2 separate regions of the Mus musculus genome follow, and region 1 is linked to region 2. A link is a contact called in public Hi-C data. All regions are on one chromosome and are shown on one strand. Each heading gives the region's core, a stretch centred on a gene start, on an enhancer-like site or on the middle of the called end of the contact. The rest is flanking DNA. Distances are from core to core; before and after follow the strand shown.

Region 1 (4,875 bases), core at 2,311-4,810, 140 kb after region 2:
TATGAATAAAGCTGCTATGAACATAGTGGAGCACATGTCCTTCTGGTATGGTAGAGCATCTTTTAGGTACATGGCCAGAGTAGTATGGATGGGTCTTGCAGTAGAACTATTTCCAATTTTCTGAGGAACCTCCAGGTTGGTTTCCAGAGTAGTTGAACAAGTTTTCACTTCCACCAGTAATAGAGAAGTGTTCCCCTTGCTCCACATCCTCACCAGCATGTGCTCCCACTTGAGTTTTTGATTTAGCCATTCTGATGGGTGTAAGGTAGAATCTCAGCATTATTTTGATTTGCCTTACCCTCATGACTGAGGATGTTGAACATTTCTTCTATAAATGTTTCTTGTACATTAGAGATTCCTTTGTTGAAAATTGTCTGTTTAGCTCTATACCCTGTTTTTTCTATTTGTGTCATCCTGAGTGAGATAATGAAGACACAAAGACATGCATGTCGTGTACAAAGTTAAAAGTGGACACTAGCCATAAAGTACAGAATACCCAGGCTAAAATCCACAGACCCAAGAAGCTAAATAGTAATATGACTCAAAGGAGGATGCTTGAATCTCACTCAGGGGAGATGACATTTCTAGGACATGCCAGAGACTTGGGATAGGGGAGGCTCCAGAGAGTCTATGAGGGTGACTCTAGCTGAGACTCCTAGCAGTGAGGCATATGGAGCCTCACGTGGCCACCTCCTGTAACCAAGCAGGACTCCCAGTGGAGAGAAAAGAGCACGAACCCACCCACAAAACCTTTGACCCAAATTTGTCCTGCCTACAAGAAGTACAGGGACAAAGACGGAGCAGAGGCTGAGGGAATGGCCAACCAATGACTAGCCCAACTTGAGATCCATCTTATGAACAAGAACCCAATCCCTGACACTATTAATGATATTCTGTTGTGTTTGCAGACAGGAGACTACAATAACTGTTCTCTGAAAGATTCCACTCGGCAGCTGACTGAAACAGATTCCCATAGAGAGTTCCAAAAATTAGATGGAGCTTGGGAAGTCTTGTGAAAGAGTTGGGGGAAGGATTAAGGGACCTGGAGGGGGTAGGGACTCCACAAGAAGACCAACAGAGTCAATTAACCTGGACCCTTGGGGGCTCACAGAGGCTGAGCTAGCAACTGAAAAAGCATACTTGGGCTGCACTTAAGCCCCACACACATATGAAGCAGATATGCAGTTTGGTCTTCATGCAGGTCCCCCAACAACTGAAGTAGAAACTACTCCTGAATCTACTGCCTGCTTGTAGGTCCTGTTCCCCTAACTGGGCTGCCTTGTCTGGCCTCAGGGGGAGAGGATGTGCCTAGTCTGCAGCGACTTGATGTGCCAGGGTGGGTTGGTACTCAGGGGAGCCTCCACCTTCTCAGAGAAGGGGGTGAGGGGAGGAACTGTGGGGGAACTGGGAGAAGAGGTGGGGCTGCGATCAGGGTGAAAAAGAAAGAAAGAGAGGAAGAAGGAAGGAAGGAAGGAAGGAAGGAAGGAAGGAAGGAAGGAAGGAAGGAAGGGAGGGAGGGAGGGAGGAAGGGAGGGAGGGAGGGAGGGGAGGAGGGAGGGAGGGAGGAAGCAGCAACCCATTCTCTAGTCTCTTGTGATGTTCCACATGGTGCTGGTACCTGCTGATACCCTCTCTCCTGTGGTGAGCTTGCAGCCCAGCACCTGCACTTGACAGCTCCCATTCACTAACTGCCTGTTTCCTAAACTGGGAATGTACCCTTGAGTTCCTCTGCTGCGTTCTCCCAATCCCCCTTCTCAGCTACTGCTTCCCACTTTCCAAAGTACATCAAAATAACAGTGTTTGTCTCCTTGCAAAGGACTCAATAAACTTGAAGCATAAATGTCCTGATTTGATACAATCTATAACTAACCTCGTTCCTCAAGGAGTGTTCTGCCAAGAAACACAAACGGTATATAAGAAAATACCTATCCTTTGGGCTGTTTGGGTGCCACCTCCTCCAGGAAGCTTTCCAGATCATCTATCAACCAGACTGGAGTATATGGCCTTCTTTAATTCTTAAACCACTAGTACTTACCATTATTAAAAAGTGGAACTCTGCCCTGTAAAAAGCTGATGTACTCTTTTGAGTGCCACCTCCCCTTTGTAGAGAGACATAATCACATGGATCCCCAGGAACTACCATATTATCTGGTACAAAGAGAAAAGTCAGTGGATATTGTTCAATGAATGAATGGATGGATAATGCAATAAATAAGAACCAGTGGAGACACACCAAAGCCATGGTGTGGAGACTCAGGCGAAGGTACTGCTGATTCTGCTGCTGAGGTGAGGGACAGTATGAGAGACTCTGGGATCTATCTTGAGAGATTGAGTTAGAAGACTATAGCTGTAACTTTGTGTTAGGGGACATGGCCAGTCTGTGTAACTTCCTGGGTTTCACTCAGCAAACCACCAAAATAAAATAAGCAAAAGACAAGTTGGCATTTCCCTCAAGACTACTGCATAGAAGACTATTCCAAGGTGAAGGGACAGCATGAGCCAAACCACAGAGGTGCGAAAGCATGTGGGTCACTGCCAGAGACAGCACTGCAGATAGCAGCACTAAAAACACTGGAGACAACAGCACTGAAGACAGCAACTCCGCACAGTAGACAACAGCACTGTAGATGACAGCGCTGTAGACTACAGTGCTATAGAGGACAATACTACACACACTGCAGACACTGCAGAAGACATCACTGCAGACACTGCAGAAACTGCAGAAGACAGTAGTACTGCAGACACTGCAGATGAGACAGCACTGTAGAGGACAGCACTACAGAAGACACCACTGCAGACACCGCAGAGGACAGCCTGGCAAGACTCCAGAGCAGTTCTTAGTGGGAGGAAGTGGGACAGGTGGGGCTGGAAAGATCTCAAACAAGTTTCAAAAGACTTGGAACTGACACCGAGGAGTCTGAAGTAAGTCACTGAAGTCTGTAAGCTAACTAATAACATAACTAGATGGCTAAACAGGAGAAGAGGATTTGTTTCCTTTTCAGTAACTAAAAAGCCCAATTTCCTCTATTTTTATATCTCTTGTCCCTTCGTGAAAATGGACAAACAAAATCCAGCTGCAGTGCTCCTCCTTGCAAAACAAATTCGGGTTTCTCCTCTTGCTTTCTGGCAGCCGGCTCAGAAGTGAAGGCATCCGCCGTGCAGCTGGGAAAACAGGAGCTTGTTTGGCTCTGAGCAATGCGGGGAGTGCTGGTCTGGGCAGTGAGTCAGCTCCTTCCTGAAAGTCTAGGTCAAGGGAGTCCATACCACAATCTTGTTTACTGGCTTTTGCTTCCACTGTCCGAGCATTGATTCTGATTACTGCAAAGGTGTATTCGGTCACTCTTGGCTTAAAAGCCTGTAATTCCGTTGACAAGAAGATGTGATCAGAACAACAGTGACCCCATTTTAATCCTCCAGTTCATTGGAGAGAGCTGGATGAAGAGTGGAGCGTTGTTTTCTGGTGGCTTTTGTTCCTGCCTGACCACAGTCATGTGTGGGAATGACTCTGCAGAGCTGTTTGCTGGCCTGGCAGATTTGGAGGGGAGCCGATGAGTGACCTGTCTGAATCAACTCCTCCAGCCCAGACACGTGGGGCTACAGCTAATCAATCAAGTCTGCTGAGGGCTGCTCCCTGCCAACCTCTGAGGACAACAGGATGCCAGGGTGAATAAGACAGTCTACCAGAGTCTAGGAACCGGGATAAAAACTCAGGCAATGGAGACTTCAGCTCTTAACTATTATTGTTGTTGTTGTTATTATTATAAAGGAATACAAATTTTAATTGTTATTTTATTTATTTACACTTCAAATGTTATTCCCCTTCCCAGTTTCCCCTCTGCAAACCCTCTATCCCATCTCCCCCCTCACCCCCGCTTCTATGAGGGTGCTCCCCCACCCACCCACCCTCTCCTGCCTTACCACCCTAGCATTCCCCTACGCTGGGGGCATCAAGCCTTCACAGCACCAAAGGGCCTCCCCTCCCATGAATGCTAGTTAAGGCCATTCTCTGCTACATATGCAGCTGGAGCCATGGGTCCCTCCATGTGTATTCTTTGGTTGGTGGTTTAGTACCTGGGAGCTTTGTGGGGTCTGGTTGGTTGATACTGTTGTTCTTCCTATGGGGTTGCAAACTCCTTCAGGTCCTTCAGTCCTTTACATCTCACAAATTGACTAGCATGGTGTACATACCAAATGCCTTAAATGAATAGGTATAATTCAAGTTTGCACAGGTACCTCCAAGCACCTGTTATTAGCCAGTGTCTACTAGGTACTTGAGCAGGATGCCACCCATACTCTCAAACTGTTCACAGCCTTGAGGAGAACCACTGTTCTGCCAATGCTGATGGGAACATCCAGGGAGCCCTGGGGTCTCCACTGAATTCCTTAACATCTGGATCCTCCTCTGGAACCCTTAGGTCTCAATACTAAATGCTAAAACAGCTGGCATCAGAAAAGGGGGATGATGCAGAGAGAGGGGGAGGGAGAGGGGGGAGGGAGAGGGGGAGGGAGAGGGGGGAGGGAGAGGGGGAGGGAGAGGGGGAGGGAGAGGGGGGAGGGAGAGGGGGAGGGAGAGGGGGAGGGAGAGGGGGAGGGAGAGGGGGAGGGAGAGGGAGAGGGAGAGGGAGAGGGAGAGGGAGAGGGAGAGGGAGAGGGAGAGGGATTCTGAACTGTCCACTATCCTTACACCCATTCTGGCTGTTGAACTCTGCTTTTTCACTGATATCTGGATTATCATTGCTACAGGCAATAGTGGAGGTACAAGCTGTTCTTCATGAGGCCAGAGATGGGTGATCTGAGGAAGGTGACTGTTAGATACTGAAGGAGAGTTTGTAGCCTCCCACAGAACCTAAGGAGCAGAAGTATACCATTCCGCCT
Region 2 (4,518 bases), core at 1,942-4,441:
CACATGTGTGTTCTCAACAAAACAGCCTCTCCTGTGTCTGCCTCAGCAAAACATCCTCTCACAAGACAGCTTCCAGAAAAGCAGCAGGTGACACAACTTAGCCTCCAAAGCAACCAGAAACTTCCTCTTCGGTCTTGTCCACTCTCCTGTCCAGATAAAGGAAGGGGCAGTGGCTGCTGGTCCTGACTGGACCCTGTGCTTTTTTATTTATGGCATTACTGTAGAGTTTTCCTGCTTGTCCTACCAAGGAAAGCACGTGCTGTGTATGTAGATGAGGGAGATGGTGTGAAGGTAGCATAGTGGAGAGTTGCCTAATCTCTGATGTAGTCAGGTGAGTTGGTTGAGTGTTTTACTCATTTGAAATCATTAATAAAACCAAGAGGCCATGTTGTCTGGCTTTTCAGGTTCCAGAGTTTCTCCAAAGAAGTATTCTTAAGCACTGAGCGCTGGCTGCATTCCCCCAGACAGCACCTTATCTTCGAACCACTTGGAGGTTCATTTTTCCATTTCCTATCATGAGAGTCTTAGGACTCTAGTATATTTTTCCCCTCTGCTATGAAGCTAAATCAAATATACACAAATCCTGGGTAAGATTAGAATATTCTTTCTCTCTTCCAACCCTTCTCATAAATACCTCATTTGAAAGCTGCCTTCTGACTCCTAGGATTGTATGAGCTAATGTAATGTGAAGGCCTCACACAAAATGAACAATCAGTAGTAAACACACGCTTTGGAAAAAATAGGGGAAAATCATTAAAAGTATGTTAGTATCTAGCCCAATAACCTAAAAAGGCACAAGGTTTATTACCTCAAACCACATTCTGTCAATTTTAAAGCAAGACTAATGATAGCCACTCTCCAATGTAGGCCTTTTCCATGGTAAGCAAGTGTACAGCAGGCTCCTGGTAGTGTCTGGCAGCAGAGTCATCTCTATGTATGGGTAAATGTGCAAGTGGGTTTGGGTGTGGAGGCCACAGTACAGCGTTGAGTGATAATTCTCAGATGACTGGCCTGGAACTTGCCAACTAAGCTAACCTGGCTGTCCAGTGAGCCTCAGGGGTCAGCCTGTCTGTCTCCATCTCCCAGCTTTAGGATTACAACTGTGTATCACAGAACACAGTTATTTATGTGTGGTTGCTGGGGGCATCTCAGGTTCTCAAGCTTACCAGGCAAGCCATTTAATGAACAAGTCCTTGGTACACGCAAGCTAGCATGCTATTTTATAACACTGCGAATGCATGCGCTTGCTTACTGCCAGGAGATCTAAGTTTTCTACATTTCCTGCAGTTGTTTTTCACTTTAGGCATGTTGTTACATTTCTCTGCGTCTTGAATGAGAGAAGGAGCCACATGCTGGCCTCTTGACCAGCCACTAGGTGTCATCAATGGTCAACTAATAGAGAAAGTTTTTTTTGCACAGTGTGCAAGCCTGTGTAATTCTCTTTAGAAGCTGGTTGTCTCTGGATGAGGTGGCTGGCTTGCCTTGAAGAGAGGCAGGGAGTTTCTTCAAGCATTTGCATATGTGGACTTTCCAGATAAATGTGATTTAGAGTCCAAGATTCTACTTGTGCTAATACAGGGGAACCTCACAGGTCTCTTGGCAGCAAATGTAAGTCCTGTGGTCAGGTCTTTGCCAGGTGATAACAGGAACTGTACACAGTTCAGCAGTAATATGGGTTTCTCCTGGAGCCACATGCGGTAAAACAGAGCTGTTCTATTACCTGCCAAGTGCCAGGGTCCAAAGGCTTCTTCTTGCCTTGTTCTTGTTTCACAAAGCCAGCTTTTCAAATAGCCCCTCAGATAGTAATGTGGTGCCATCCCAACAGAGGACAAAGGGCAATCTAAAGTGTCAGAATAGATATCACAGATACTTGGGGGGGGGGGGGTCACTCTGGAGCATAATTAGCACCCAGCAGTATTTTGTAGATAATTGGAACTCGGAGTGAAGGAAGGTTAATGTCTTTGGTAAAACCATTCAAGGACAGGATTTTTTTTTTTTTTTTTTTTTTTTTTTGCATGAGCTATTGTTTGTGTCTGGGTGTCTGATTTCTTTTAAAATCTATGAATAAAACCTACTAGTACTTATTGTAAACTTAATATTTAGAAGGTAATATGCTGATTGCTGCACATGAATTTTTTCTGCCTAGTGCTCACAAAACATCCCTTTGATGTGGATATAATTATCATGTTCATTTTACAGATAATGAAACAGAGGCATAGAAAGATTGTAATAGGTCCTATACTTCCTGCAAGTCAACTGTGATTCTAAGACTTAAACTGCAATGTTCCTAACAACTCAAATATATGTTCTATCACTATCATCATTTTAAGATTAGGAAACCCAGGCACAGGGTGGTCTTGGCAGGGTCAGGAAGGAATGGTTCAGAACAGAAATCCGCAGTTAATTCCAAAGTACTTTTTTAAAAAGTTTGCCGGGCTGGTGAGATGGCTTAGTGGGTAAGAGCACCCAACTGCTCTTCTGAAGGTCCAGAGTTCAAATCCCAGCAACCACATGGTGGCTCACAACCATCTATAAGGAGATCTGGCGCCCTCTTCTGGAGTGTCTGAAGACAGCTAAAGTGTACTTACATATAATAAATAAATAAACAAATAAACAAACAAACAAATAAATAAATAAAAAGAGTTTTTTTTAAAACAAGAACATCTCTTTAAAAAAAAGTTTGCTACATTGTATTTTATATGCAGTAAATACTTGGTAAATGTTTATGACCAGCATAGTTAAGGACCTATAATTCATCAATGCAGACAAGAAGAAACCATACAGGTCTACTACCCCTTCCACCCAAAATTGTACTTCTGCCTGCTGCCTTTAGAATTCTGGGCCACAAATGCCATTCCCTGTGGTAGTCTCCACTCTTCAGTTTTTGCTAGAAATTGCATGTCTTTCAAGTAGAACATCAGGGAACAGCATCCTTGGGAGAATCTTGGCTCATTTTATTTTATTTAATTTCTGACATAGATATTTCCTGGACTTGTTTCTTCTTGCATAGTAGTGTCCTGAATAGTCTGTGTAGCCTCAGAAAGCCATGGCTGGAGGTTGCCGTAGTAACAGTCTAGCCCTCTGTATTGCACCATCTGTGTCTACTGTCACATGCACAAAGCACTTTCCAGCCGGGTGTGAGCATGCTCCACACTCCTGATACCAGCCCAATGCCTGGGGAGGGTTCATTAAGAGTCATTGCCCAGATCACCAAGGCCGGGGCTTGGTGCTGCCGTGGCCTGAGGAGGGAGCAGGGCTCAGCTTATCATTCTCCAGACTCACTGGTTTTCTTTCTACTATGCTGCCATATTAGGTAGTCTAAGGGAAGTTGGAGTAAAAACCTCATCAGACTCTTGGATCAGCGCACCAGGCTTGTTTCTGTAGCCACTTGCTCCTCGTAGCATGCTTGCTTTCAGCAAACAGCTCTCAAATGTCTCTCAGATCTCAGCATTCCTTCAGTGTCTTGGGACCCCTGACGCTACCCTCTCAAGAAAAGCACAAGCTTTCTTTTGGAACCTTTCTCTCTAAATACAAGGACATTTTCCACTGACCAGAATCAGTCAGAGGAAGTAGTGGGGAAGGTGTGGAGGAATGTCTCCATGGAAACAGCCGAGGTGGACCGCATTCCCTTTCTCATTGACTCATCAGCCATACTGATCATTGCCTTCTAGCTACACGGGCCATTATTTATCTATCCAGTGCACAGGTAGAATCGGGCTCTTTGTCCTGTAGTCAGAGAGCTAGGAGCCATGGGAACGGAAGGAAGAGATTGGGAGGCCAGATGAGAGCTGGACTTCTCTGGATGTTTTCCTTTCTATCTGCAACAAGAGTGCCTGTCTCTCAAAAGGACACACTTAGGAAGATCATAATGTTTTATGGAGGAAAGAGCCTATTTCCTGTCTAAACTGGGCTGCCCAGGCCCTGTCCAGCTATCTGTGTCTGAGGCAGATCAAAACCCATACAAGATACACCGCCTAAAAAACTCTGGTCCAGAGAATTGTTAAAAGGGGCAGACTACTCCTACAATCTGTTTGGTCTCAGAGATTACAGGTCTGACCACTTGATGAGGCCTGTGAGCAGAGTAAAAGAGGCATGGCCACTTGAGCTGCGTCATACAGGAGTCAGCAGCTGTGCTGGGACCAGATCCATCCCCATGGGAAAGGGTGGCTGAAGAGGAAGGAAGGCCTCATGTCACACATGTATACATACGAAGTTCAGCAGGAGCCTCTTTAAAAGTATCGGCCTTCCATCCTCCATTCCAACAAGAGTTTTTCAGACAAAAAGGAAAATTTAAAACTACTGTATTCTACCACGTTACCCCTAACTCACTTGCCCCTGCTTTTCCATCGGAAAACTGGAGCTGTCCAAAGCCATCACCTTTACGCAGCAGCCAGGCATTGAGGCCGTGCATCTTTTGTTGTTGACCTGTTCCAGCTTAAGAAGCTCCTGCTGCTCTCTAGTGAATGGCTGTGGGGACTCCTGTCTGCCCCACAGCAGACCTGCATCTCACCACAGTTC

Evidence for each region. Hi-C and Micro-C count contacts between places; a contact is called where the count stands out from the background.
Region 1: a contact with region 2 is called in a Hi-C map of liver, with 2.0 times the contacts expected there. The contact joins two enhancer-like sites. A contact is called at or near these places in 1 of 15 datasets of contacts at CTCF or cohesin (the NIH/3T3 cell line), 9 of 484 Hi-C or Micro-C datasets (the C2C12 cell line, liver, muscle stem cells and 4 more), 10 of 115 datasets of contacts at active chromatin or transcription factors (embryonic stem cells, kidney, liver and 2 more) and 1 of 9 other capture datasets (embryonic stem cells).

Annotation. Positions count from the first base shown.
Region 1 is chr6:67,099,476-67,104,350 of GRCm38.p6, forward strand. It overlaps Gm29928 (a long non-coding RNA gene), which reads left to right. Exons shown (of 2, transcript XR_377747.2): 2 at 1,817-3,787. Among named protein-coding and RNA genes, the nearest start is that of Gm29928, 10 kb to the left of the region's middle. Within about 2 kb of position 3,561, at least 217 of the 459 cell types and tissues checked have an H3K27ac peak or open chromatin away from gene starts, as enhancers often do. A contact at or near this core is called in liver and pancreatic cancer cells, where this site is marked.
Region 2 is chr6:66,961,295-66,965,812 of GRCm38.p6, forward strand. The region is part of intron 3 of Gng12 (guanine nucleotide binding protein (G protein), gamma 12); the gene reads left to right. Among named protein-coding and RNA genes, the nearest start is that of 4930597O21Rik, 39 kb to the left of the region's middle. Within about 2 kb of position 3,192, at least 62 of the 459 cell types and tissues checked have an H3K27ac peak or open chromatin away from gene starts, as enhancers often do. A contact at or near this core is called in liver and pancreatic cancer cells, where this site is marked.